4 separate regions of the Mus musculus genome follow, and regions 1, 2 and 3 are each linked to region 4. The links are chromatin contacts, called in public Hi-C and promoter capture Hi-C maps. All regions are on one chromosome and are shown on one strand. Each heading gives the region's core, a stretch centred on a gene start, on an enhancer-like site or on the middle of the called end of the contact. The rest is flanking DNA. Distances are from core to core; before and after follow the strand shown.

The links. Promoter capture Hi-C pulls out the DNA fragments that hold promoters and counts their contacts. A called contact is a pair of places that touch in the nucleus more often than the background predicts.
Region 1: a Hi-C map of the N1E-115 cell line shows a contact between it and region 4, with 9 times the contacts expected there. The contact joins the enhancer-like site here to the promoter of Map3k9 in region 4. A contact is called at or near these places in 12 of 39 promoter capture datasets (the 3T3-L1 cell line, 3T3-L1-derived adipocytes, the HPC-7 cell line and 6 more), 3 of 15 datasets of contacts at CTCF or cohesin (the NIH/3T3 cell line, embryonic stem cells and pro-B cells), 35 of 484 Hi-C or Micro-C datasets (B cells, the Ba/F3 cell line, the C2C12 cell line and 23 more), 6 of 115 datasets of contacts at active chromatin or transcription factors (astrocytes, embryonic stem cells, neural tube and 1 more) and 1 of 9 other capture datasets (embryonic stem cells).
Region 2: a promoter capture Hi-C map of hippocampal neurons shows a contact between it and region 4, with 6 times the contacts expected there. The contact joins the promoter of Susd6 here to the promoter of Map3k9 in region 4. A contact is called at or near these places in 1 of 39 promoter capture datasets (hippocampal neurons) and 1 of 115 datasets of contacts at active chromatin or transcription factors (trophoblast stem cells).
Region 3: a contact with region 4 is called in a promoter capture Hi-C map of neural stem cells. The contact joins the enhancer-like site here to the promoter of Map3k9 in region 4. A contact is called at or near these places in 1 of 39 promoter capture datasets (neural stem cells) and 1 of 115 datasets of contacts at active chromatin or transcription factors (embryonic stem cells).

What each region holds. Positions count from the first base shown.
Region 1 is chr12:81,198,424-81,205,404 of GRCm38.p6, reverse strand. It overlaps Slc8a3 (solute carrier family 8 (sodium/calcium exchanger), member 3), which reads left to right. Exons shown (of 7, transcript NM_001167920.1): 4 at 389-513; 5 at 1,252-1,351; 6 at 2,887-3,162; 7 at 5,538-6,981. The coding sequence ends at 5,914. Among named protein-coding and RNA genes, the nearest start is that of Gm3693, 26 kb to the left of the region's middle. Within about 2 kb of position 5,339, at least 19 of the 459 cell types and tissues checked have an H3K27ac peak or open chromatin away from gene starts, as enhancers often do. A contact at or near this core is called in the N1E-115 cell line, cerebral cortex, liver and 3 more, where this site is marked.
Region 2 is chr12:80,787,813-80,794,763 of GRCm38.p6, reverse strand. Susd6 (sushi domain containing 6) reads right to left here and starts at 4,232. Exons shown (of 6, transcript NM_178682.4): 1 at 3,949-4,232.
Region 3 is chr12:81,135,063-81,142,641 of GRCm38.p6, reverse strand. Smoc1 (SPARC related modular calcium binding 1) reads right to left here. Exons shown (of 13, transcript NM_022316.2): 4 at 6,767-6,866; 5 at 4,630-4,677. Among named protein-coding and RNA genes, the nearest start is that of Mir3067, 27 kb to the left of the region's middle. Within about 2 kb of position 1,256, at least 71 of the 459 cell types and tissues checked have an H3K27ac peak or open chromatin away from gene starts, as enhancers often do. A contact at or near this core is called in neural stem cells, where this site is marked.
Region 4 is chr12:81,775,787-81,782,639 of GRCm38.p6, reverse strand. It overlaps Map3k9 (mitogen-activated protein kinase kinase kinase 9), which reads left to right and starts at 1,470. Exons shown (of 11, transcript NM_001174107.1): 1 at 1,470-2,150. The coding sequence starts at 1,766. It overlaps Gm46366 (a long non-coding RNA gene), which reads left to right. Exons shown (of 3, transcript XR_001780649.2): 3 at 91-620.

The DNA.
Region 1 (6,981 bases), core at 4,090-6,589, 580 kb after region 4:
CACAGCCAGCAATTCAAACGAATTAAAGATCAAGAGATTTGGCCCTCCTTCCCAGCTCTGCAACCAAACGTCTTGGGGACTTAACTTGGTATCATTCACTGGGAATTTTTTGGGTCAGATTCTCTACCCAGGGATAAAACAAAAAGATAAATGCTCATCGCAGGCCTACCAGGAGCCTGTTTATGGTCTGATCACAGAATATCCGGCACTTAGTAGAAAGAGATGTTAGAAATACACAGGCCAAAAGCTGGAGCGATTGCTCAGCGGCTAGGATATACCCAGTATTTGAGGGCTGCTTGTTTTGCACTCACTGCTTGTGTCTCTGAGCTATGACGTTCTGGGAGATGGAACATGTGCTAAAGCTAGTCTGCTGTTTCTTTTGTTGCAGAAGTGACAGACAGGAAGCTGACTGTGGAGGAAGAGGAAGCCAAGAGAATAGCAGAGATGGGAAAGCCAGTATTGGGTGAACACCCCAAACTAGAGGTCATCATTGAAGAGTCCTATGAGTTCAAGGTCAGACCATCAGTGAGGTCTAATGAAATGATAGCTAATTAAGGTGGGGGACAGGAGTAGAACTGGGTATTTCCTAACCACTGAGCCATCTCTCCATAAGGCCTTGTTCTGATTTCACTACTGAGAATGTGAAATGGAAACTGAACAAATCATGTGTTCACTCAAGTCTCCATTTCCCCATTTATAATATCCAACAAGTAGTGCTGGTTATTTGTACACTAGGAATACTATAGGGAAACATGATATAGAATATCAAATAAGTAGGGGAGGCAGCCTTTAGGTGTGGCACCATAACTGTCTAAGTGTATGTTTTAAAGATACCAAAACTCACTACTCCAGGGCAAGGCCTATTGACATCTTATTCTATAGTGATATTTAAAGTCAGGTGTGGTGGTTCACAGGCCCTTAATTCCAGGTACATGTGAGGCTGAAGCAGATGACCTCTGTAAATTCAAGGTCAGCCTGGTCCACATGGAGAATTCCACCACAACCAGAGATCCATAACAGAGAGACCCTGTCTCAGCGAGACCACAAAAATCCTCTAGAGTTACATTTCTCTGAGCACCTGCTGTCAGAATTCACAACCAAAGAAAAGGGAAGACACCATCCAAAGCCACCTCATGGAAAATGTTTAGAACTCGGACAATTTAGGGCATCTTTCATTCCTATGTAACACAGAGGCCTCATTGGTTCTGAGAACTCTAACTTTATCATGCCAAGTTTTTCTCTCCATGACAGAGTACAGTGGATAAGCTGATCAAGAAGACAAACCTGGCATTGGTTGTGGGGACCCATTCCTGGAGGGACCAGTTCATGGAAGCCATCACTGTTAGTGCAGGTAAGAGGGTCCTAAAAAGAGCCTTGCTAGGAGCACCGACAATGCCCAAGAAAGAAGATCAAGCCTAGCTTTGTGGCTTATCACTTCCAAGGAGAGTCTACAGTGGATCTTCCTGGCTCTGGTCCTACATGTTTACCTATCTCACTGAGCAGCTGAAAGAGATAGCCACATCTGTCTTCCAACCTTGATCCTTTTGTGTCAATTAGTGCAAGGATGCTCTCTGTCTTCAGTGTTCTTGGCCCTAAAGAGAACGACTGTTAAATAAGTACAGAGGAAACTCAAGTCCCCACCATTCTTTATCTTCTCCTTGGTTTGTCTTCCTTTTCTGTAAAATGAAAAATAATTCTGCCTTACAGGACTGGATGTCAAGAGTTAGCAAAATGTTTTGCCTTGACCCCCTTAACTAATCTCCACCCAGGATGGTTCCTTTGACATTTACAGGAGGACCCAGTCTAGCCCAGGCAGAAGCCCCAGATGCCTGGAAATGTGTTGGAATGAGGATGGACAGGGTCTCCCAGCTGCCCCTGCATTGTCTCTCAGCAACACTATAGTTCTCTGGAACTGACAAGCACTACTGGCCTTGTCTTTTTCCATGAGGTTTTGTTGTCATAGCAACCCACAGGGTCACATCCCTAAGGCCCCAGAGCCAGAGCAAACTCACAGCCAGGAAAAGAGGCTCGCTGCTGCTGCTGCCCTGCTTTCTCACCCATTCTGCTGTGTCCCTTCTGATGACCTGACTGTGCCCCTCAAGAGACAACAAAAGGAATGTAGGCCACATAGTCTACCCCCCCCCCTTCACAAAGGAGGGAACTGAAGCTCAGAAACTATAGGTAAAGTGCCCCAGGCTAAGATTTCTTTCATTCAAAATTAGAATTAGAATCCAAATTCCTGACTTCTGCTCCTTCCAAACTAAGGCAGATTTTTCTCCTGGGCCACTGGAGGGGCACATGCATCCACATCTCTTAGCAAGAATGAGCATAGACCATGGGGTATCAGAGGGATGGTACTAACTTTCTGGTCTACCTCCATGATCTAGGATGACAGCCATTCCCCTGGAGATGAATAACGACAGTATTATGATTGCTATTGCTGTAGACAGGTTAGAAAACACAGGAGGAATCCCACTGGCACCCAGTGAAGACTGAGCAACCACACAGCCAATTTTGTTTTCTTTGCCTAGATCAAATGCATCCAGTCCCGGCCTTCTTTGTCCCTCCTCTGTATCTCCTGTCCTGTTTTCCCACCCTGCCTCTTAATCCCATTCTCTATTCCTTTTCTTTATCCCATGGCTTGTTTGCCTTCTTCCGTGCTCACTCAGCACCCTGCATTTAAGCTGATCAGTGGCTGCATGACCAGTTTGTTTCCCATTTCCCAACTGTTTGTGTGGTGCCCACCCTGTTTCCCACCTGCTGTCCAGAGAGAGCTGGATCCCCATTCTGGCCTGGGATGCCTGGGATGTGGGTTGGACTTGACATTTTCATGGGTGGAGCTCTGACCTCCCTTCCCTTTCTCAGGCCTGTTTATCTTATCTCCAGGAGGGGATGAGGATGAAGACGAATCTGGAGAGGAGAGGCTGCCATCCTGCTTTGACTACGTCATGCACTTCCTGACGGTCTTCTGGAAGGTGCTCTTTGCCTGTGTGCCCCCCACAGAGTACTGCCACGGCTGGGCCTGCTTCGTGGTCTCCATCCTCATTATTGGCATGCTCACCGCCATCATCGGGGACCTGGCCTCTCACTTCGGCTGCACCATCGGGCTCAAGGATTCGGTCACAGCTGTTGTTTTTGTGGCATTCGGCACCTCTGTGCCAGGTGAGAGTGAGGAGTGCTTAAGTTTGCAGGGAGGATGTCCCCTCATTTAAATGACCCCTACACTCTGCCTAATCTCAGATCAGAAACAGCAGGCCCTGTGGGTCACAAACAATTCACATGGCCAATCCCTGCCCTGCTCATCCAAGCCTTACTAGACAGGGGAAACTGAGGCCTACCAAGTATATGGTACCTAACCAAGTGAGTGGCCCGATTTCTTAGCCTTCATGTTATATTAATAAGATACACGCAATGTAATTAAATAAATAGAATAACGCCCTTCCATTTGCCTTCGGCAGCCTATGAGAGTTTAAAGATTAGCCTGCTCACAGATGTCCCCATAAAGATACCTACAATCCTTGTTGGCCTCCCTTGCTCCTGTGGTCACCTTTGAAGTCAAAGCGTCTCCTATCAGAACTGGCATGAGAACCTTAGTGGGATTTGTCCTTTAGTGTGAGGAATTCCATGCTGTTTATCTTCTTCTAAGCATCCAAAGGCAAACCGCAGTAACTATTCATTAATTCGTTTAGTAGACTAATGTTGACTGAGCTCTCAAGATGCCTGGTACGGTGTTGTGCTGGTTGCAGATCTATTATGTGAGTCAAGGCAGACATGTTTCCTCCTCAGCCCTTAGCTAAAAAAAAAAATCTAGCAAAGGAGACTAGACCCAACTAATTAAAATCCATCTTAATAATTCCTATGAAGTAAAGGTGTCAAACAGGAAACCTTGAGTTAAGCTGAGTCAGGGCAGGTCCTATGGAAACCATGCCTGAATGACAAATACTAAGTAGCAGGTATTAGGCCAGGCTCCCTACTTAACTCAATCTGGGTTTCTACGGCATTTGAACTCTGACCTTTTGCTAGCTTCAAGTATTTGTACTAAATCTCACCAGGCAAAGGTCTCCAGGGTGAATCTGGGGCATCCGTCACCGTAACAAAGAAGGATACCCTTCCAGAGGTCAATTCTAAGTATTAAGTTCTTCAGTGTGGCTATGACAGAAATCCCAAGAGAAAAACTTAAAGACGGAAGAATCCATTTTATTCACAGTTTTGGGGTGTCAGCACAACATGTCATGGAAGGATACGATGGAGAAAAGCAATTCATATCTTGCTTGACAAGAAACAAAGAATGTGGTAAAAGGCCCAAGGCAAGCTATTATCCCCCAAGAAATGTTCCCCAGTGAGATACCTGCCCCAACTAGGTCCCTCTTGCCTTTCAGTGCCTCCTAATAATGTCACTGAATTATGACTTCATTAGTGAATGTGTCCATTCCTTGACTCATAGCCCTTAGGATCTAATAATCTCTGGAAACTTCATCACAGACACACCCACAGATACCATTCGACCAATCCCCATCTAACCAAGTTAATACTCTAAATGAATCATCACACTATACCCACAGCACATTTCAGGAAATCTTTCTTCTAAAATCCCAGCTCAGACTGGGGGGCTGAGAGAACTGCTTTATGAATTAGTGATGTCAGAAATCTGGCTATTATAGAAGTGAGTCTGCTGTTAAGAAATCAAATGGTGCCAGGAGCCTTGCAGGTGAGATGCCCTGTGCTCACTGCTCCCCAGGCCTTGACATGCCTCAGCCATCAGAGGGAAAGGGGCAGATGTGAGGGGGAAAGACATATGGGGAAAATAACCAGGGATAGATAAGAGCCAACCTGAAAAATTATAGTTAAGATAGACCAAGACACTTTCCCTGGGAGATCCAGGAAACTTGGCAACAGTGAGATATCAGGATATACTGCATAGGGGCATAGTTTAAGGTATTTCCAAGACCCAAAAATTGGTCCAGAAAGCACATGACGACACCGGGGCTTTCAGAAGAATATGCTATGGTTCATATCTCTGATTGCATGGCTCTTGATGAAACTCTTTGGCTGTGGGAGGATACTATGAAAAGGATTCTTCCACAGGAATTCTAGAGTCAAGTCTTTAGCTAACTTAAGGACCTTCTGTAGATGCCTTAGCCCTTATTTTCCTGAGCACATGGGCATCGTTCAGTCGCCGTCGAGGTTACGTGAGTGCATGACCCACATGACAGTGGCAACCTGCTTCCAGGGATGTGAAAGTTCCTTGGGTAGATGTTATGAATTATTTCTTTGCTAAAAACAGAGTCAGTGGGGAACGATATGCCTGATAGGTAAATATTGGGATGGGAATAGCTCGTAGAAAGCTTCAGATACCTACAGATGAGGACTAGGAAACCCTGACCCATATTGGATGCACTCAAGGCCACACAGCTCAAGAGTAGCAGAGCTGGAAGTGGTCCCTTTGCCCATGCTGCCAAGCTGCCTATAAAGGATGCTCATAAGGCCCCGCTCAGCCCATCCTCCCACAGCTCCCATTTGTCTCTGTCCTTTTCCAGATACATTTGCCAGCAAAGCCGCTGCCCTGCAGGACGTGTATGCAGATGCTTCCATTGGCAACGTCACAGGCAGTAATGCCGTCAATGTCTTCCTGGGTATTGGTTTGGCCTGGTCCGTGGCCGCCATCTACTGGGCCATGCAGGGACAGGAGTTCCATGTGTCCGCTGGCACTCTGGCCTTCTCGGTCACTCTTTTCACCATCTTTGCATTTGTCTGCCTCAGTGTGCTCTTGTATCGTCGGCGGCCCCATCTGGGCGGGGAGCTCGGAGGTCCTCGTGGCTGCAAGCTTGCCACGACATGGCTCTTTGTGAGCCTATGGCTCCTCTACATACTATTTGCCACGCTGGAGGCCTACTGCTACATCAAGGGGTTCTGAACCGCCGGAACAAGACCGCCACAGGGCAGACCTGGGACTTCTCCTGAGAGAAGGACGCATCCTCACCAACCTTCCCAGGTTACTCATCCCTGGAGCAGACACATCGGGACCCGAGCCCCAGGAACTTCACCTGACCTTGGCCCTGGCACTGCACAGAAAGGGCAAAACTTAACCAATCCAATAAACTGGAGAAGGCATCCACTGTCCAAAGTATTTAATTAAAAACAAACCAACAACAGCAAAAAATCCACCTCTCCCCATCCTGCCACTCACAGCCCTGAGCGTCCCCTTCTATCCCACCACCCAACTATTCCTTTGACTCTAGTTCCCCACAAGGGGCAGGATCTGCCCTGTCTCCAGCAAGATGCATCAAGACTCCCTCACTCAGCTGTCAGGGTATGAGAAGGAGCCATCTGGACAATGGCTGCCTTGGGATGCTCTCTTCACCTGGTCGTCATTGTAGTCATTTTCATTCTCCTACCAGGTTATTGTCTTGTCTTCTCTTCCTGAAGTTAGTGACAAAGGACCCTGAAGGAATTCCAAATCTGAGTGACAGACACCCTCCCACTCTCATCAGGCCGCTGCCATCTCTTGGCTCCAACTCAGGGCATAGGAGGAGCTTCATTCTTCGTGCATTGACATCAAAGCCAAACCACAGAGGAATCACCTTCTTCTCAGTGGAAGCCATTCTACGTCTCTGTGCTGCACCTGTGTGTGTGTGTGCCCTCCCACAAAGAGACTTCAGAGCAGAGATAAGAGTGTTCCAGGCTGACCAAGGGCACCCGGGGACACACGGGGAACACCTCTCCAATGTTTCTGAGTTTGTGTCTGAGGTGGGGGAGAAGAGGGTCTTCAACTGGGGAGGTCTCTAAGGGAGTGTGTCTCTAAGGGTCTCTTAAAGTGTCAGTGATTGGGGGCATGGCAGCGTCACCACCCCTCCCTGGCTGATGTGCCATACTCCGAGGGCTGAAGAGGTGGCTTGAAATGAATTTGGAGGCTTGTAAGAGAACAGGGGCTTCCTTCCCCCTCTCCTGGCCTTCAGGCCACTTTTGAAAGCATGTTCATTG
Region 2 (6,951 bases), core at 2,983-5,482, 990 kb after region 4:
ATTTTACCATGTGATACCCTGTGCCATGTTATGATGTAAGACACTGGTGCCAAGCTCTTCAACTTGCTGTGAGCCAAATAAGCTTCCCTTCTTTTTTTTTTTTTTCGAGACAGGTTTTCCTCTGTGTAGCCTTGGCTGTCCTGGAACTCAATCTGCTGTAGACCAGGCTGGCCTCGAACTCAGAAATCTGCCTGCCTCTGCCTCCCAAGTGCTGGGATTAAAGGCATGCGCCACCGCCCAGCTAAGCTTCCCTTCTTAATGATTTACCACATCTCAGGTTTTTTTGTTACAATAACAGAAAATGGACTGAGACTGAGAGTGATCTCGGCATAGATAGAATCTTCAAAGAAACCAAAAGAATTTCTTGTCACATATTTTGTTTCAATGTTTGCCCTTAACCCAAATATCATAATCTTCACATTCAACTCTGCAACACAGCAATTCTTGCTTTTAAAGTGTGTGTGTGTGTTTCCTTTATCACTTTTTTCCTCCATTCTCCTACTACTTGAGAGAATGTTCCCAGCAGGAATCCCATGAGTTCAAGGCAGATAGAGGAAGGAAAATGAATTTTGTTCATCAGCTCCAACTAGATCACATGCCAATCCAAGAGCTCAGTAAAATGTTTTATGTGTGGCAGACAGTGGGCTATCTGGACCACCACTTCCTCTCATGAACTATCACTTGGTAAAGGGGAAAGCAAGGTAAAACACAAGCAAGCACCCACCGTGTTCTTTGGCTTTCCTTCACTGCCAGCAGAGGTTCTACTTTATTCTCCCAAATCACCTGGTTGGTACTGAAATGAGGAAAATCATGTTCCCCGGTGAATCTTTAACTTTTCTCTTGGTTTTTACACAAGGTCTCACTTTTTAGTACTGGCTGTCCTAGAACTCACTATGTTCAAACTGGCCTTGAACTCTGCCTCTGCCTCCCAATGCTGGAATAAAGGCATCTGCCACCATGCCCAGTCTCAACAAATATTTTAAGATTTTAATGATTATGCACAGGTGTCTGTGTGCATTCAGCCCAGAAAAGGGCATCAAGTACCCTAAAACTGTGAAGTTATGAATGGCTGTGAACTGGCTGGGTGCTAAAAAACAAATTCCAGTCCTCGGAATTTGGACATTGAACAGCAAGCACTCAATCACTAAGCCATCTCCACAGCTCCCTAACTGAAATTTTAAGATACTTTATTGTTTCTCTAAGCCTACAGAGGATACCAGTAGTGAGCAGGTGTCAAGAGAGCTAAAAATACAGAAAAAAAGCACAGGAGAAATATGAGAGTAAAGGATGTTTTGGTGGTCAAGGGTGTCTTTTGGTTGTTGGGGGTTTTTTGGTTTCTTTGTTTTTGGTTTTTTTGTCATCTGATTTTGGCACAGGGTTTCACTGTATGTGTACCCAGGCTGGCTGGAAGTCATGACCCTACCTCAGGTCTCCCCAATACTGATTACAGACATGCACAACCAAAAGCAAGTTTTAATGTGAGAAATGGACAAACATAATGTGTGTAAAATAATGCTTACTAGTAATAATAAACTTGTAAAAAGTCTTACTTTTAGAAGCCAAGTGAATTAGTACCTTTGGAGGGCACGTGTTCTCGTGTGTGTGTGTGTGTGTGTGTGTGTGTGTGTGTGTGTGTGTGTAGGAAGCAGTGAAGCAGGAACCGAGGCCCCAGACACAGTAGAGGAGGAAATCCCCTGTCAGAAGATGCATCATTACATAAGTGCTCCAGTTCAATCGCCACACCATGGAGACCGGGCAGGAAACCACAGAGTGCTGAGGTCTTGCCACCTACCAGGCTGCAGGACCTTTTTACCTGGCTTTCTCTTTTCAGTGAGCTTGAATGCTGGCTCTGGAGAAGCTGGACTCAACAAGTCAAACTGACACCTGGTGGGCTTGCTCTCAGGACTGCATACCCTGAGCCTTTTCTATAGCAGAAGGTGAGGATTTTTTTCCTCTCTCATTCCTACTACAATATCCAGAGTCCCTCTGTAGACAGGAATCCCATCTACAGGGTCAGTCTCGAACTGATAACTGTTCTTCCTTTTAAACTTAATGGGTACAAAGTTCCTTAAGCAGCAAACAGTGAGCCAGGCATGGTGGCTCACACCTTTAATCTCAGCACTCGGGAGGCAGAGGTAGGCGGATTTCTGAGTTTGAGGCCAGCCTGGTCTACAAAGTGAGTTCCAGGACAGCCAGGGCTATACAGAGAAACCCTGTTTCGAAAAAACAAAAAACAAACAAAAAGCAGCAAACAGTAATGAAAACTAACACCATAAATCAAAATAAACTAAATTAAAAGTTGAGCACCATGAAAATCTGTCTGGTTTCAGTTTTAATCATCCCAGTATCTATAAAACCAGGTAACGACTGGCATATGCTGTGTATGATATGAAATTTAAAAAAAAAAGTGAACTAGTATTGTGCAACCTACCATTACTGGGCTTCCAGGAGCAAGTTAGGGATGCTTATCATCAGAGAAAGAGCCTCAAACAGTGGTGTTTTGAGAAGAATCTAGACACTCCAGAACTTACATTTGTGGCTTACATTATTTAACATGTGTAACTTTCATCTCAACTGAAAAAATAAGGATAATATCGGCCCTACCTCAAATATTATTACATGAGATCAAAAGTGAAACTTGGGCCAGTGTGATAGCTCAGAGTGGAGAAGCACCAGACGTGATCACCAGAGTTCAATTGCTGGGAGGTAGAAAACTGGCTCCTGCAGTTTGTTCTTTGACCTCCACACCAGCACAAGTTCACACACTCAAACTCACACACGCTAAATGAATTTAGCTTGGGACACAATAAACCCTCAACAAGTTTTCCACAGTATCACCACCTTATGAAGTGATTCCTTTATTGAAATACAGGAATCCACTCCCACCCCCAACTCAAGACAGTTCTCATTTCTACTTGAATGTGCATCTAATGAAAAATGCAAAGCTCAGAAAACTAAGAAGTCAAAGCCAAGGGCATGTCTCTACTAGTCTCCACTAGATGGTGACAGCCTGGGTGTAGAATTCCCAGAGCACAAAAGTGTGTGTGTGTGTGTGTGTGTGTGTGTGTGTGTGTGTGTATGTGTGATTTTATTATTATTATTATTAACCAAAGGGATTCTAACACCAAAAACCGATTGACCAGTGAAAAGTGGAAAGTCACTGCGGATCTTGCAGATCTAGAAAGGACTAAATACCCATGGCTTAACTGAAAAGGATAATGTCCCCGCACCTCTCTTCGAACCCCAACCAACAAGAGCAACAAAGGGCAGCACACTACCTTGTCACCAAAGAAGTGTGTGGCAACAACATTGGGCCTCTGCTGAACTAATGTAAAGTTCCCAATGAACTTAATGCCTCTTTGGGATCCCCGGCCTTGCTGCCCTCCCAATTCCGTTACAGGTAAGTTTTTCCACCATGGTGGCTGTCCCGGGAGGGACCATCAGTCTCACAAGTAAGAAAGTCTATATGTAGTTACAGTAAAACCGAAACAAAACAGGAAATGGGTTCGGCAAGTTTCAGCCCACATAATAAGAAAAGTTTTTGCGACTGAAGAGGCGACCAGGCGCTGGGGCTCCAGAACGCTCCCGCGCACAGGCGAGCGGCTGCAAGGTTTCCTCAGGAAACCCACCTCGGCCAAGCCGGTCCCGCCGTGCGGAACCGCGGCTTCGCTGGACTGGAGGGCCTCCGCCTTGCAGCGCGCTCCACCGAGCCCGATCTGCTCTCCGCTCTCGGGCACCGGCACAACCACGCCGCCGCCCTCGGAGCGGCCCGACCCGGCTACTCCCGCGCGGCTCGCAGTGCTGACACCGGCCGGCGCGGTAGCAGGCGGCCGCGCAGAAGGCCCGCGTCCCTGAGGAAGTGCTTGCCCGCCAGTGCCCTGACAACCGGCCCCGCGCGCCGCTGACACAAAGCCGGCCCCTCCAGCCCGGGCGGCGGTGACAACTCACCCGGGAGCGGCGCCGAGACCTCCGGGAAAGGGGGCGCTAGCAGCTCCCGCGTCGCCGAACCCGCTCCGCCGCTGAGCGCGCCCGCCTGCCTGCACTCCCTGTCGGGTCCCCCGCGACGCCTCGCGTGCCCTGGTCTGGCTCACGCGGCCGGGCGCTGACGAAGGAGGAGGACGAGGACGAGGACGCGAGCGGTGGCCGGCTCCTGAGGATGGAACGCGGCGGCGGTGGCGACGGCTGCGCCAGCGTCACTGGCCCAGCTGTACGACGCGGGCGGGGGAGGCCCCGCAGAGGGGGCAGGGCAGGGACGAGGCCTGGGCGGGGTCAGGCACGCACGCAACAAGCGCAGGCGTCGCGCCGCTGCGACCGCCCCGAGGAGTCACGCGCACGCGCCTCTGACCTTGTCTGACACGCCCCTGGCGGCGGGGGGAGGGAACCTTAAAGAGACAGTCACTCGAACTGCTCTGGCTGTAATACTCTAGTTAAGCCACCTTCCTAGAGGGCCCTCCGGTTCTTTTACTGTTATTGTTTGGTTATTATTTGGATGTTTTAATTACTGTCATTTGCAAGGAAGTATACTGTTGTTTAAGAGCCTCTTCTACACACGTCGCCCATTTAGGTCTTGAATCGCTTGCCTGACCTATCTTCAAAGCAGGTTATTATCTCCCTATTAAGCTGTACTCTAGGTTAGGGTGTGTAACTTAACTATCTCAAAAGTGTCCCGAGGGGGTTAGGTGGGGGTGGAAATGTAGATCAGGCCATTCTGATTCTATAACGCTGGGGTGGGCTTCAGGAATCTTTTTAATGGGTGTCCCTGAGTGCTATTTCTGCGCACTCAAAAACACCTGGCAGATCTTAAATGGAGGAAACTGACATTCCAGCGAGGCCTGGGGAACCTAGAGCTGCAGGCTTGGCCCCTAGCTTTTTGCTCTGCTTCTGAGCCTCCTTGAATTGCTTTCAAGCGCGTCTTAGGTGAGCAAATTGAGCACTGGTCAGCTGCATCCATTTAACAGTGACTCTCACTACAGAGGGGTGGCCATATGACAGTAGGAACTATCTCTTTGTGCCTAGGTACTTGGTACTAGGTACTTGGCCTGTCTTAGAGGTGCTCAATAAATGTTGAAGCACTCCTTGAAAATCAGTGACTCATAAATTAAGAAGGCCTGTTAGCCTTTTCTTTTTTTTTTCTTTCTTTCTTTTTATTTCTATTTATTTATTTATTTATTTATTTATTTATTTATTTCGAGACAGGGTTTCTCTGTGTAGCCTTGGTTGTCCTGGAACTCACTCTGTAGACCAGGCTGACCTCGAACTCAGAGATCCGACTGCCTCTGCCTCCCAAGTGCTGGGATTAAAGGTGTGCCCCACCATGCCCAGCCTTTTCTTTTATCTGTGCAAGTGCCCTACCTAGGATCTACTGGAGTTTTTTGTTTCTTCTTCTTCTTCTTTTTCTTCTTCTTCTTCTTCTTCTTCTTCTTCTTCTTCTTCTTCTTCGTTCTCCTCCTCCTCCTCTTCTTCTTCTTCCTCTTCCTCTTCTTTCTTCTTCTTCTTCTCAGTTCTCCTCCTCCTCCTCTTCTTCTTCCTCTTCCTCCTCTTCTTTCTTCTTCTTCTTCTTCTTCTTCTTCTTCTTCTTCTCAGTTCTCCTCCTCCTCCTCCTCTTCTTCTTCTTCCTCTTCCTCCTCTTCTTTCTTCTTCTTCTTCTTCTTCTTCTTCTTCTCAGTTCTCCTCCTCCTCCTCCTCTTCTTCTTCTTCCTCTTCCTCCTCTTCTTTCTTCTTCTTCTTCTTTTTCTTCTTCTTCTTCTTCTTCTTCTTCTTCTTCTTCTCAGTTCTCCTCTTCCTCCTCCTCCTCCTCTTCTTCCTCTTCCTCCTCTTCTTTCTTCTTCTTCTTCTTCTTCTTCTTCTTCTTCTTCTTCTTCTTCTTCTTCTTCTTCTCAGTTCCCCTCTTCCTCCTCCTCCTCCTCCTCCTCCTCTTCTTCTTTTTCTTCTTCTTCTTCTTCTTCCTTTTCTGCCAGATACCCTTTGAACAAAGTTACACCTCAGGGCCTTTCACCTAGAAAGCTTCCAATAAAGGTGCTGTGAATTACTGCCACAACAACACACCCATCCCTTAGAGCAGTGGTTCTCTCAGCCTTAATGCTGTGATCCCCTTAATACAGTTCCTCATGTTATGACAAAACTCCCAACCATAAAACTATTTTTTGTTGCTACTTCATAACTATAATTGTGGTAGTATTATGAATCGTAATGTAAACATCTGTATTTTTTGATGTCTTAGGTGCCCCCTGTGAAAGAAAGGGTCCGGTTCAACCCCTTTCAGGGTCCCAAATCACAGGCAGAGGACCACTTTAGAAAGCTCCCCCCTCTCCCTGTGGGCCTAGGAGAAACCCCTGATGTATTCCCTTCTTTTTCCTTTCTTCCTCTGAAAAATAGACACCTGGCATCCTGCCTACTTACCCAGTCTGAGGGAGCTGCACCTGCCCAGACCATTAAGGGGGTTGAAAAACATCAGCCTGGCAGGATCTGGACAGCCTGTAATTCCGGCATTAGGGAAAGAGGTTGAGGCAGGAGGATTCCAAATACAAGGCTAGCTTCAGCTACAAAGCAAGATCCTGTCTCAGCAAAAGAAAAGATGAGAAATACTGCAGGACCGTAGCATAGCTTACTAAAACTTGTGGTCCTGGCAGGAAGACCCAAGAGACAAGAGAAAAGAAACAGGGAAAGGGTAAAGAAGAGCCCGAGCCCCACCAAACAGAAGGATGGGTGAAAAAAAAGAAAGCAAAGGAAGAAAGTGGGTATACAGACAGATCATGTCTTCTGAAAGGACAGCTGAGTCTCCAGCCGTGCGTGGCAGTTTGGCCACTAACAGGGAACTTCATGGAACACTTGCCGCATCTCACGATGTCAACCCATATCATTACTCACCACCTACCAGAGTTCAGCAACTGGGAACAAAGTCCTCCAGCCCGGACTGTGTCCGGGGCTCTCCAGCAGTCTGGCAGGAATCCA
Region 3 (7,579 bases), core at 7-2,506, 640 kb after region 4:
GCTTAGGACACTAGAGCACATCTCCTTCAGGTCTGCTCATTACCCCTGCCCTCAACTGTTAGGCCAAGTTTGGAGGCTGCAGAGCGCATCTCTTTTATATGGAATACCTGCCGACCATCACCCCTGCCCTAAGCCACCCATCAATACATTCTGACCCACGTCCTCAGGGGCACAGGTCCCAGGTTGGCATCCTTCTGCAGGCCAGACTCCACAAGATCCTCTAAAAATAGAGACACAGACAGGGACCTTGGGGAAATAATTGTGACTCACTCCTTACTCAAGGCACACTCTGTGGAGCAGCCAGTGAGGGATTAAAAAGAACTCTCTACCCATTAAAGGTGAGTTGGACTCAGAAGCTCTGACCTATTCTGAGACTGGCTTGACAAATACAGAAATTTCAGAAGGAAACCTTATGGAATCTATATTCATGATTTTGTTTCTTTCTCACTTGCTTTAAACAACAAACTCTCAGACCCCTTATAGGAAAATGAGAAATTTTCAGAAAACTTCCTCTGACAACCCTTGCCTTTCACTGGCTGGCAGTCCCAGCATCAGCCCAGCCGCAGGACTCTGTGACTCTGAGCCATCAAGAGGGACACTAAAAACCCCGCTCTGCACATGCTCTCTGGATCCCTCCATCCACATTGTTCTTTATCTCTCTCCAGTCTCCTCAGGTAAGTTGAGAATTGTCATCCTGGTACCTCATGGTACCAGGCAGTGCTCCACCCCCCTGCCCTCACCCCTGTGTCACCCTGCGAGCTCACCTAGAGTTCTTTACATCCTAGCCCAAAAAGAAACAGGTAAGAAAAGCTCACTGCCCACCTCGACACAGGCTGCCCCAGACCAGTCAGTAGTCTGGAAGCTCAGCCTGCTTCCCAGCCACTGCCCTTTGGACTACATCAGTGAAAACCCCTAATCAGTCCATCTCTCAGCTCCTGCGGCCTCCAGCTGTTTTAGCAGTAGAGCCTCAGAGCTAGAGGGACTGCCTGGGTACTCTTCCTTTCTTCAGATCCGCCTCCGTGGCATCAATAAAACACATGTGGGTGCAGGTGTGCACCACCCCCCATGCACACACCCCACCCCCATCTGTCTTCAAGAACCCAGGACCAGAGGAGGAGAGGAGGGGGCAGCAGGATGGGATTGCCCCAGATCAATGGATATTTGAAACTCAAACACATGGCCCAGGCCCTACACTGCGCGTGTTAATTACCACACATGTGCCCATAAAGGAGTCCGTTAAATACAAGGGGCACAAAGAACAGAGCGAAGAGAGGACATTCCTGGGGATTAAGTAAATAGTCTGAAGTTGTGACCCTCCTCCCCTCCTGCAGCAGGAGCATCTGGGGAAGATAACAGTGCCCACCTCCTCCCCCACTTCTTCCCTCGGGCCCCACACCTGTGAACCTAGGCCCCCCAGCCTAGCCAAGCAGTGGTGACCTGCTGCTGCCTGGCCGCCCTCCCTCATGCTATCTCTCTGGCTGTCCACCCCCAGCTCCCTGAACTCGGCCTTTCTCCTCCTCTCCTTCCAAGGCCTAATTCCTGGCCTGCGACCAGACTCTGAGCGGTCGCACAATGCATCTTTTCATTCCCTCTAGGCAGAGAGAACTGATCCTTCCCAGCCCCACCAATGGGGTATGTTCAAGAAGGCAAGAGAGTTTGGGGAAGAGAGAAAGTAGGTCCCATCCCTGCCTTGCACCCACATCCCTTACACCCACAGACCTAAGGCTCTACCTTCCCTGCAGTCATACCCCTTGCACTCCCAGGAGCCAGACCCACACCATTGCTCTGCCAGCCCCAACTCTTGAGAGATGCCTTGTGGGAGAAGCCACATGTGGGCATGAGCTCAGACAAGGGCCCTTTGTGCTGTCCCACCTGCTGCCCTGCGGAGCACATTCCATTCTTCAGTTCAGCTGAAAGAGGAACCTCTGCAGGTCGACACAGGATATTACGAATGCCCTCTCACACCCTGTCCCCATTCAAACCCCAGCTTCCTAGGCAGGTGTGGCTTCAAGTGGCCCTTCCTACAGGTGGTCCAAACTTGCTTTCTCTATATGCTTATGGCAAAGAAATGATCCTGTACCTAAACTGATCCTCTAAGTGGAGGGAAAAGGAGACCCCTGTGCAGAGTTCAGATCCCCAGGGTAGAGTGAGATCTAGCACACACCGTCACCCACCGCTTGGCCTGTCCTTCGCCTCCACTGGACCCCGCAGGAAGAAGTAAGCCAGCCATCGGGGCAAGGAAGCAAAGACCTGGGAGCTGACAGTAATGGCACCAACCTGTGGGTCGGGACCCCTTTGGAGGGTCGCATCTCAGATAGCCCGCATATCCGATATTTACACTACAATTCATAACAGCAGCAAAATTACAAATATGAAGTAGCAACAAAATAATTTTATGCTTGAGGATCACCACTGTTAGCATCAGAAGTGTTTTACAGTTAGCCTCTGAATTCAACGATGACATCATCCCTAGGCGACAAGGACCCTCCTTCTTCTGTTGCCAGGGCGGCATTCACTGTGTATGTCTCACCTGCATTACCTGTGCGCGGTGGTGTGCATCATTACCTGGCAACTACATCATGGCCCAGATAAAAGACAGAGACCTGCCCCATCTCTCTCTTTTCTCTTCCTCACTTCTTTCCCCCTTCAACAACGAACCTCTTTCGTGAGAACTGCGCTGGCTCGGCGTAAAACAAGCCACCTTTCAACAAACAACCACAACACAAGGGACTGTATTAAAGGGTCACAGCATTAGGAAGTCTGAGAACCACTGATCTAGAGGGAAGCTTCATTATTAGCATCACCCTAGCAGAGTCAGGCTCCTGAGCCCTCCTCCAGGTCTGCTGGCTGATCCTGGTCTAAGAGGGACAAAGGGTGTTCCCTGCTATCTACTGTAAATGCCATTGGCATCTGAAGCGTTGATATGCAGCATTAAGCAGAATGAAAGCAGGCCCTATTCCCAAACCTCCAGGTGCGTTGCCAGGGACATCGCTGGTGAAGTCAGATGTCACAGAGACATCCCTGCTCTCCCATCCTGGCATTCCTGGTCGCATCCCCAGCTCTGGGGAGGGACTTGAAAAGGCATCTCCTCCCTTCTTCTCACCTTCGTTCTTTAGAAAGAGAAGCCCCTGTAGGCACACTGTTTTCAGTCCACGCTCAGACCACCTGCTTCTTGAGGAACCATGTCTCAGAAATAGCTTCTCTGAGCCTTAACTCCGGCCCTCGGTGCAGCGGCAGAAACCAATGGCTGCCCTGGTCTCCATGTTGCTGTGTGATCTCTGTGCTGCTCACAGTAACCCCGTCTCACACATACACACACCAGGGACTCTTTTTTTTTTTTTTTTTTTTTTTGGTTTTTCGAGACAGGGTTTCTCTGTATAGCTCTGGCTGTCCTGGAACTCACTTTGTAGACCAGGCTGGCCTCGAACTCAGAAATCCTCCTGCCTCTGCCTCCCAAGTGCTAGGATTAAAGGTGTGCGCCACCACGCCTCCGGCTCACACCAGGGACTCTTATGAGCACTCTCTTTCCAAAGCCTAGGTGAGGTGAGAAGCCTCAAAGTCAGCCTGAGAGGACAGAAGCTCGGCAGCGCCCACGTGTGTGATGAGATGGGTAGGTGGCTGCTTTCCAGGCCGCTGTGTCTGCTGCCCCAGGAGCTGGCAGTTGTGAGCCTCAAATTGACCTCCAAACCAGAAGGATCAAGTAGCATACTGCAGGGACCAACTCACATCCAGAGTCCACTACAGCACTCAGACAAATACCAGCTATATAAAATGAGAGAACCAGACAGAAACAAAAATGTGGGCCCTTTGTTAAAAGGAGTAGGCAGAAGATACTGTCATTATAAATTCAAGATGGGAAACTTTACTCTCCCCAAGTATGTATGTATGTATGTATGTATGCATCTATCTATCTACCTCTTGAATTGTAATGGTAGTATGTAATTTGCTGGTTAATGTTGCTCTGGGTTTAGACCAAAAATAAAAAACAACAAAAACAATAACAACAACAACAGCAACAACAGGAAAACAGCCAAATCAAAAGCATCATACAAACTGTGTGATACTTCAAGAACAAAATGGCCTGGCAGCAGACATTTATCAGACCTGTCTCTTGCCTCTGTTCACGTCACCATCCTCTTGGCCTCAAGGCAACATGGTTGAAAATGTCAAGATGACTGCACTGGCTGCATACCCATGACATCATCCTGGCCTTCAGGAAGAGATTCTGGATACATCATGGAAAAGGTCGGGGCAGGAGGACACAGAGGAGCTTACAAACTGGAGAGCCAAGGTAGACGTGAGTGCTCTGCCTTCATCTTCTTCGGTTGGTAGTTGACCAACTGAACTTCCCAGAGAGCAGAGATCCGTAGGGCTCACATAAGGGTGGTCCCTACCCAACTCTGTGTCCCACACCGTCTCTGTCCTTCCTCAGAAACAATGACAGCTCAGTTGTCACTAAGATAGTCGTCACTATCTAAGCCATCCTTACCTCTGGTGCTTCAGAGAGGAAACTGGAAATGGGAGGCATGTTTAGCCACCCCCCCCCCGACTCCTTCCCTCTCACCTAAGAACCCTGCTTACTCTGGCTTTCAGGGCAAACATTTAGACAAAGCATAAAACTCCACTCACCTTTTCTTCCTGAATTACCCTGGCTCAAGGGCTTGTCGGTAACTGGACCTTGGGCAAGAGAGGAAACAGAAGCACAAGACTCAATTGACACAGTGGTTGGCATCCATCAAACACTTGGCAAAGCCCGATGTTATGAGCAAATGGTCATGTATATATATGTATTGTATACACACCGGGGATACTATATACAAAGTTAGTGTGCACATGCATGTCGAGTAGGGTTTGTTTAACATCAATGTCACTGATAACCTAGACTGTTTTGAGTTGAACTATGACTGCCAGGTTCCCTGGAACCAATCTTGACCCAGTTTTTACAAAACTCCACATCCATGTATTGCAAACATCTCGATACTTGTCCCACACTTACACACCCCTGCACGTACTCTCATCTCACCAGCTCTGTGCTCTGACCCACATCCAGTCACTAGGGCCAACTGAAAAGAAACCCCTCTTACTGAAAACGCAATGATTGACATCCCTTGCTGGTCAGGGCAGGAAATCGGTGATTTTCCATCTGCATTAAGTAGAAAATTGTTGGCCCAATTGTACCGAATGGGCCAAACAGTCTGAGGCATGGAAACAATTTTCTAGACACAGCCTGTTCTTCAAGGAGGGGGCAGCCTGTGTTCTGGCCAAACATTTGCCCCATTTCTTCTGGGATGCCACACGTCCCCATCATCCAGGCCTGGCTCTGTGGCACCTGCCCTCTCCTTGAAGGCCAATCCCACACGTGCAGGGAAAGCCCACTCAGTAGAGAGGCCTCTCTGGAGATCCTGCCCGTGAGAAAGCTGAGAACTCTGATTTTCCTAACCCATATCACACTCCTTCTCCATGCACAAGTTGTGTGAGGAGTCTGTTATCTTATCCTGCAGGAGGCGTGTGTCTAATGCACGGGTTTGCTTTAGATGGAGTGTTCCAGGTCACTTGCAAGGAGGCCCAAGTCCTGCCCCCTCCTCACACTAACCCAATTAAGGTTTCCAGTTTCTGTGTAAACCACAAATAAAGTAAACTTCCCTTTTGGCCTGTAAATTTTGATCCTAGCATGAATTCTTACAGACAATAGTACCCTTTCCACTTACTTTCCTTTTTAAACCAAAGGGCTAGGGGTTTGTTTTTGTTTGTTTTGTTTTGTTTTGTTTTGTTTTGTTTTAAGAGAAAAAATTTGATTTTAAAAACGTAAAACCCAGGGAAAAGTTAACGTGGACTTTTGGAACTATGTTTCAGCATAACATTTTGTACTTTGCTTGCACTTGACATTGGTAGTAAGCAAAAATCCAATCCATATATACAGTGGACAGATGAGACTGGCTATTTAGGGGGCAACCTTAAGGGAGTTACTAATGAGGGTGAAGTGTGGGGCTTTGTGAATCCATCACAAACAATCCCACAAGACTGACCTAACAACAAACACTGTAAGCCTATAAAGTTGGGAGTACAAAAAGTAAGCTTTGCTATGGATAATCAACCTAATAGGTTGTTATCAAACTTGTCCAATTATCAGAAGAGCTTCATAAAAATAAGGGGCTTGGGGCTCATTCCAGATCTAGAACCTACTCATCAGAATATTCAAGGAGAAACTTTGAGACTTGGAGTATTTTTAATCTCCCAGGCAATACAGATGAGCAGACAGACATAAGGTTTACTGTTAGAAAAGATTTTCATTGTCATTTATTACAATATTCAAAGATGGAAAGATGTGGCAGAGAAGCTAATAACCTCCTTCCCTGTGTCCATGGCAGACATCACTAATCAATCACTGAAGTCTTTAGTGTTATACTCTTACATGGCTTCAACATCGATACCAATAATGCATTTCAAGGTCCGTTACAGGCAGCAAATGACAGCAAACTCCTAGATGTGTGGCATCTCTGCTCTAAGGAGCTGTAGCCAATGCGTAAGAAAAGATCACAGCACCAGAAACACAAACTCAAACTAAAATATGCACACATAGACACAAATGGACACTCTTCATCTAGCCGACTACAGACCAAGCATAGAGTGGAACCCTTCTGACATGAAAATGGGCTCCTTTACCACAGCAGCCCTTTAAAGGCTTGCCTGTAAGATGCAGATGCAGAGTCCAACCAACAAGCCTCTCTCCAACCCTTTTCCTTCCTCCCGCACCTTCCTACGGTACCTGAACATACAGGAGTTTTATTCTGCACGGAAGAACCACTGATGGGCTTGCCATCTGGGGTGACACACCAGCAGTACCCTGTGTACGTATGGCACTGCACCTGTTCAGAGAAGTGGAAAAGGAAGAGAATCGTAAGTCTGGTCACAGTCAATCATCCAAACATCAGAAAATCTCCTCCCTCTCCCACATCTGCCCCAGGATGTCTCTCACACGTAGAACAGTCCGGTGGAGCCAGCATCAATGTCATGTTGGCTTCATGACCCCTGTGTCATGATGCTTCTTACGATTCCAAAGGCTTAACATCTGCTATCCTATGGGGAGATGTTCACTGCGATTACCCTGTGATGCGTCCTCCAGTACCAGAACTGGCATATGCTCCCATCCAACTGTAAAATGGTCTAATGGGGAACTCAATTGGCAAGTATCTGTGGGAATGTCTGGGCCCTTCTTGAACAAGTACAGACAAATGCTAAGTTTTTCTCATAAGCAACATAAGCCTGTCTAGTGAGAGCACAGCTCTCCTTAAGGCAAGGACAGAGTACCCTTGTGCGTGCAGGATCTTCCACTAGAAACCCAGCTGTACCACTGATCATCAAGCCTACCGAGTCAGACCTAGCCGTCTGGGAATGGCTAATTAAAGTGAGGCTTTCTTTTAATCTTCCAAAGGAGCTCTTCTTTCTCCTCCAATAGCCATCACCCTACCCACCTTCTCTCATCCCACCTTCCTTGCCCCCATCTGTTTTCTCTGCAGAATTAGTAAACACATGCCCTTGTGTTATACCCCCCAGTGAGTCACGTCTGGACTCAAGATAA
Region 4 (6,853 bases), core at 221-2,720:
CTTTGTAAGACTCCTTTCTCACACACATGAAAATTTTATTAAATAAAATATTTGTTTAAACACTATTTTCCCTTTCCCATCCTCTTGTAGGCAGAGTGGCTTCTATCAAGAGAATCTATCCAGACTCACGCATGTATTTCCCAGTTTACTGACCCTCCCAGGAATTGAACATGTTAGACCCTCCTATAAACTTGACTGCGTTAGGGGATTTACTTCCGGATCTCCGTCCCCAGGACTGTCTGGATGCTCCTTGAACAGTACCATCTCATCCCTTTCCCAAGACCTTAAATGTGCACAGTGTCTCCCTTTACAATGTAGTCACAGCCCCTTGCAAATCACTGGATGTCCAAAACTAAAACACAGGAGGCTTTTCCCTCCACGGTCTTCACTTCAAGGATAAACAGATGGCACCTGCCCAAGGTCATGTAGCTGCCTCGCTATTTTTTCAAATTGCTCCAGTTTGCCTAATATTAAACTTCAAATTAAAATGAAACAAAAATGGTCTGGTGGGGCACATTGGCACACGCCTGTAATCCCAAGACTTGGGCAGTTGAGGCAGCGAGATAATGAGAGGCCAGTATGGCCTACCCAGTAAGATCTTGCTTCAAAACCACAAATGAGCAAATAAACAATGAAGTACTGACTCTTGTTACACAAATCACATCAATGCCTGTCTTGGAAATACAGTTTGGTAGTTACCATGGCTGAAATATGGAAGCCATTGCTATGACAGGCTTAAAAACATGTAAAAGAGGTTAAGGTCCTTGGGGGTGGTGGCGGCAGGTAACAAAAAGACATAGCATAGGTCAGCCCTTGCCCAAGAATGGCAGGCAGCACCCGCCTTTACTCCTTTAGTCTTTGGAAACTGGGTATCCAGTCACCAGGGTCCTAGATATAGCCAGTTTCACAAGGCAAGCGCAAACTAGCTGGTTCCGCATGACTTCCCGAGCCTGCGGAAGCCCCACTAGGAGACCTCCCCTTTCGGAATTCTAATAACAATGGCCAGGAACTTCTTCTTACAAAGATGAACACAGTCTTCATTAAGGCCAGCAGAGCAATCGAAAGAGTTCTTCCATCGCTAGCCATAAGGTTCCGGGGTGTGAGTGTGTGCGTAGCGGCGACAGTGGACGTAAGCTGGTCCCCGTGGCCAAATAGGGGAACAGCAGATCCATCTGAACCGGGAATTGGCGCAGCCCGTAGGACCAAACGGCGCGGACAAAAGACAGAGGGCTCCGCAGCCCGCTCGGACTGTCCGAACGCACGCTGGGTCTCACCTTCGGGAGCCACCCAATGAGGTCTCAGCCACCCTCAGGAGACGGACAGCCGCGGCGGGCCAATGGGAGGATGGGTTGGCTGTGGAGGCGGGCCCATCCTGGAGGCCCCGCCCCCGGGTCCGCAGGGCTGGGGCGGAGCCAGGCTCGCGTCAGGTGGTCCCGGGCGTGCGGGAGGCGGGGCGCACGGGGCGGGGAGGGGAGGGAGCGGCCAGCGGGCGGCGGGCACGGGCGGCACGAGCAGGTGGGAGCCGCCGAGGGGCGAGGCCGCCCGCGGGGGCGCCAGGCGGCCGGGACTGCGCCGCGCCCCTGTCCGCGGTGCGCGCTCGCGGTGCGCACCGGGCGTCCTCGACTCTCGCGCGCCCAGCCTGCTCGGGCCCTACCTGCGGCGGCCGTCGGGGGCGCGGAGCCCCCAGCGCTGCCGAGCCGCATGAACAATAGGCGGCGGCGGCTCCCGCGGGCGGCCGCCCCGCACCCTATGGACCAGCCGCTCCATGGAGTCCTCCAGATCGCTTCTCGGCTGCCTGGCGAGTGCCACTGCCGCCCCGCCGGGGGACGATGCCACGGGCGCTGGGGCCGAAGAGGAGGAGGACGAGGAGGAGGCGGCGGCCGAGCTGGGATCTCACGCCGCGCTGCCCTACTGGACGGCTGTGTTCGAGTACGAGGCGGCGGGCGAGGACGAGCTGACCCTGCGGCTGGGCGATGTGGTAGAGGTGCTGTCCAAGGACTCGCAGGTGTCCGGCGATGAGGGCTGGTGGACCGGACAGCTGAACCAGCGGGTGGGCATCTTCCCCAGCAACTACGTGACCCCGCGTAGCGCCTTCTCCAGCCGCTGCCAGCCGGGCGCCGAGGACCCCAGCTGCTACCCGCCCATTCAGCGTAAGAAGGCGGGCACCGGTGCCCGGTGGGGACGGGGGGCTGAGGCCTAAGGATGGGCGAAGAGCAGTCCCGAGTGGGGAGCGACTGGCCCGGGCATGGGTGGGCACTTTGGCTGCAGGGGCTTTAGCTGGTGCTACCCAGAAGCTCCAGAGTCGCAGGCCCTGCCTGGAACACCGGGCTTCTTCACCGTCATCTGACTCGCTCAAGTAGCAACTCTTGAAACCCTAGCAGGAGTCTCCTTACGTCCCAACCCCTTACCCCCCCCCGCCCCCCCCGCCCCTTGTGCCCCTCCAGATCTGGAAGGGTTTTGGAGAGCAGGTGGTTACTGTCACCAGTAACCTTAGTTCCCTAATCAAGGACCCGGCGGACCTTTTCTGTTTCTTGTCTCCGCCTCTTAAAGGTATTTGTCTAGAGAGGAGTGGAGGTGCCTCCCGCCTGCCTGGGCAGGTTCACAAGTCCCGGAAGCGTGTGTGAACTCAGGAGTCAGGTGCCTTTGAAATCTCGTGTTGGTTTCTTGGGTTCTCGTACTGTATTTCAAAGTTGTACCCTGAGGAATCTTGCCGAATATTATGTTAGGAAAGGTGTGTACAAGGGGAGGGGGCAAAGTTATGAGTGGAGAAATAATTAGAGGGAGAAAGTATGTCTGTCCCTCGTGGGAGTTCAGGATCAGCAGGTACAGTGGCTAAGTCCTTGTCCCATACAGCCATACTGTTCACACAACACATTTTTTTTTTCCACCCTAGATCCTTGCCTATATTTGGCATTGGCCAAATCTCAGGGGCCAGGACCAGGGTTCCCTCCCAGGGCCTTTCTCCCTGTGTCCTGGTTTTCACCAATTTCCCAGGAACCGTTCCATGTTCCTAGCAAAACCCACCCACTCTCTCTCTCTCTCTCTCTCTCTCTCTCTCTCTTTCTTTCTTTCTTCCTTTCTTTCTCTTTCTTTCTTTCGAGTTAAATTGCCATTGTAATTTCTTAATCACTTGTATATTCTTGATTGGTTTAGAAGATGGCAGTCTCTCTAAGTGCAGTTTATAGCGTTTAAGAATTTCCATAATTCCAGTTAGAAGGCATTCTTACATATATGGTAGCAGTTTGTTCCTTGTCTTATGTACTTGATTTAAAAAAGAGAAGCCATTACAAAGGGCTAACTTTGAGTGTTTAGTTTTAAATTTTCATCTATGATAGTTATCTGTTACTTATTTTTACATGAACAATTATTTTAATGAATAATTACATTACTTTAAGATGATTTTGAAATAGAATGGCAGCTTCTTGTTTTCTTCTTTTCCCTTTGGCCTTTTGACTGTCAAGCGATTCAGGTCTTTAGTTTTCCTTAGACATATCCCCTTTCATTCAGTTTCTTGTTTATACATTTTGATGTTTATAATGCCCAAAAATGGCAGGCAAGTTGTTTTAGATTGCTTTTGAGTGCTACAGATTTTTGGCAATGCTGGTAAGACAGAGACCAATGAAGGGGCCCAACATGGTGTTTGGAATTAGTGCTGGAGATGAGCTTGACCATATGTTGAAAGACATGAATAATCTGATATATTAGGAAACACAGTGTGTTGGTTTGTTTAGTTTTGGTTTTCTGAGACAGAGTTTCTCTGCCTAGTACTGGCTGTCCTGGAACTCGCTCTGTAGACCATGCTGGCCTCAAACTCAGAGATGTACCTCCTTCTCTGCCTTCTGAGCGCTGGGATTAAAGGCGTGCACCACTACCTGGCTACAGCATCCTCCAGCTGAGAGTGGGTGGAGTTCAGTGATGCTGTTTTAGGGACAGCTAACATGAGAATGTACAAGTTACGTGACGTTCATGAACAACAGCCTGTGTGGTTTCCTCAGCGTCTTGTGCTCCTGGCTGTCACAGCAGTCAGGAGCCAACATGACTTAGGTTAAAAGAACCTTTCCACGGAGTGCCAGACATGTCAACAGTGTGCTTCATTCAGAGATGAATCCCTGTAATGTGGCCAGGACTTACCTGTCATATGTCAGTGCATAGGGTGGATTCCTGAATCTGGATCCCAGATGGGAGGACCTTGTGCTTGTGGAAGGAATTCACTTGAGGAGCTTGGCGTGGAAAGCTCTGGTGAGGGTTCTACCTTCAGCTTACTTGTGACTGGCCTGCTTGAGAGCTCATGAAGCTCCAGTCCAAAGCTCTTTCCTCAGTAGTTGCTGAGTGGTGGCTACTAAGTATCAAGGATGGAAGGAGTAAAGGGAGGCTAGGAGTGAGGCTAGTCAAGGAACCATAACATCACAGTGGTGCTTTGAGAAGGCAGGAGTGTCTCACCTGCTTGCTCTTCCCACCAGTTGAGTTTGTGTCACTCAGAAAACAAAGATGATTGACAAGCTTGTCCCCCGGGATCAGGAGTAGAAAAGCCTGATGACAGGAACACGTCCCCAGAGCTGCCCTTTTGAACTTCCCCTCTGGGGCTTACAGCCTGTGGTAGGTTCAGAACTGTGAATGGAATACCTAAGTCTAGTCAAGCAGGGAGAGTCAGGCTTGGTTTTATGGTATTGTTTTCACGTGAAACTTTTGCTTCAAGCTTTATTCAGAATAGAAGGGGAAATTAATCTTTGGTCAAAGAAAAAAATATTCTCATGATACCTAAGCTATTTTACATTCTACTTTTAACCCCCACCTGGTGTAGGTACCAGGGGTTGGCTGTCCATGGATGACAAATCTATATAACCTGGGTGCCCTCTCATCTCTCAAACTTTGTAATACAAGGTGAAAAATATAAAGTCCTAGTTAGTCACCCATGGAGATACATAACTCTTAACATGTTTCATCTACTCTAGTGTTAGTCTATTTGCAACACAGAATTAAGGCCACTTAATTTACATTTGTTTTTCCTGAATTCCCTACAAATGTAAGGATGTATTTTTAGATATGTCTAAGGCTTGTGTGTTTATGTGTTTGTGCATATATATATGTATATATATATATATATGAATGGTGTGTGTACATGTGTTTGTGCATATTCATATATATATATGAATGGTATGTTCATATATTATGCTTTTATATATATATTATATGGTATGTGTACATATGTTTGTTCATATTCATATATATGAATGGTATATGTACATGTGTTTGTGCTTTTTCATATATATGAATGGTGTGTGTGTACATGTGCTTGTAATATCCATATATAGATGAATGGTATGTGTGTATGTGTTGTACTTATTCACATATATATGCATGGTGTGTGTATGTGTGTGTACATTGTCTGTACAGATGCATGCGTGCATGGAGGATGCTGGGTGTCCTCTAATGATCTCTGCCCTGTCACCTTGTGAAGGTCTCGCACTGAATCTGGAGATTTTCAGCAAGGCCCCAGTGATCCTCCCATCTCTGTTCCCTACCCTAGCACTGAGGTTACAGGTCTTTTGGCCATGTCAGACTTTTCCTGTGGGTGCTGGGGCTCTAAAATCAGGTCCTCAGGCATGCACAGCAAGCTCTCTTACCCCTGAACCATCTCCCTAGACTAGGTACTTTATTAATCTACTTTACTTTTTGAAACAGGAACTCAGTGCATCCCAAGCTGCCGTTGAACTTGTAATGCTCCTGCATCTAGCTCCTGAGTGCTGGGCTTACAGCTGAGTATCACACGCCTGGGTCTTTATATAACACTTTGAAATGAACAAAGTAAATCATTGCCGTGCCCCCAAGTCCTCAGGATGGTCCTGGCATATAACTCTATGCCCCAAGCATACAGTCTGCAGGAAATAATGTCTTCACTCCAACATGATATTCCTGGAAATAGCCTACCACAGAAACATTTTCAGAAAATGTGCTGCATGCAAGTTGACCTGATTCTTGCTTAAAACCAGGTCTTTTTTGGAGCAGAGAAGGACAGGAGAGCTGCATGCTTTCTGCTTTGCGGCTGAAGGTCTAGTCCCTGTAAGTCCATCCAAAGGACTTCTTAGCAGGGAAAGAAAAAGAAAGTTGTTGCTCCCCCTTCCAGGTTGTTCTGTCTATGGTAAAGCTGTTTTGCCGGCCGGCTTAGTTATGTTTCTTAACTTAGCAGGAAAAAGCTGAGATCATAGCTTCTACACTGAAAGTCACCACTTTCCCTTCTGCTCCAAGCCTTTGTCTCTGGACAGCTGCTGCTGAAGGAGCTGTCCTTTTCAGCACCGAGACCAGAGTCCTTGCAGAGCCTTCTATAACCTCAGGCAGTTAGGTAAACATTGGAACCCTACTGTGTGTTGACCACTATGCTTCAGAGCTGAGAAACAGAAAGTGAGTATAAGAAATATTATAGTTAAATAATTCAAAGACTTAGTCAAAGAAATAGAGTGACCAAAACAATTAATTGAAGAGGCACGGAGCTTTTCATTTGTGTAAGGGCTGGTAGAAAACAGTAAAAAGAACATTCCTTGCCTCCAAAGACCAAGTAGACCTGTATTTTTCAAAGGGGTTTCTAATTCCTCTTTACTGTGGGCATGTTTCCTCATTCATGTGGATGACATCAGGCAAAAGTTAGTAATTAGTCAGGATTCATTTTTAGGACTCAGAAACATTGAAGCTATTTTAAGTAAGAAATGGATTCAGCACAGGAAATTGGGTGCTTACAGACTTGTTGGCTTGGAGAAGAGGCTCTTATGAGGAGCGTTCTGGGCAATGCAGAGCTGAGCCACCAAGAAGTTGGCATTGTTCTCACAGAGGAGGCCCAGCTTTTGGAGCCGCTGTTGAA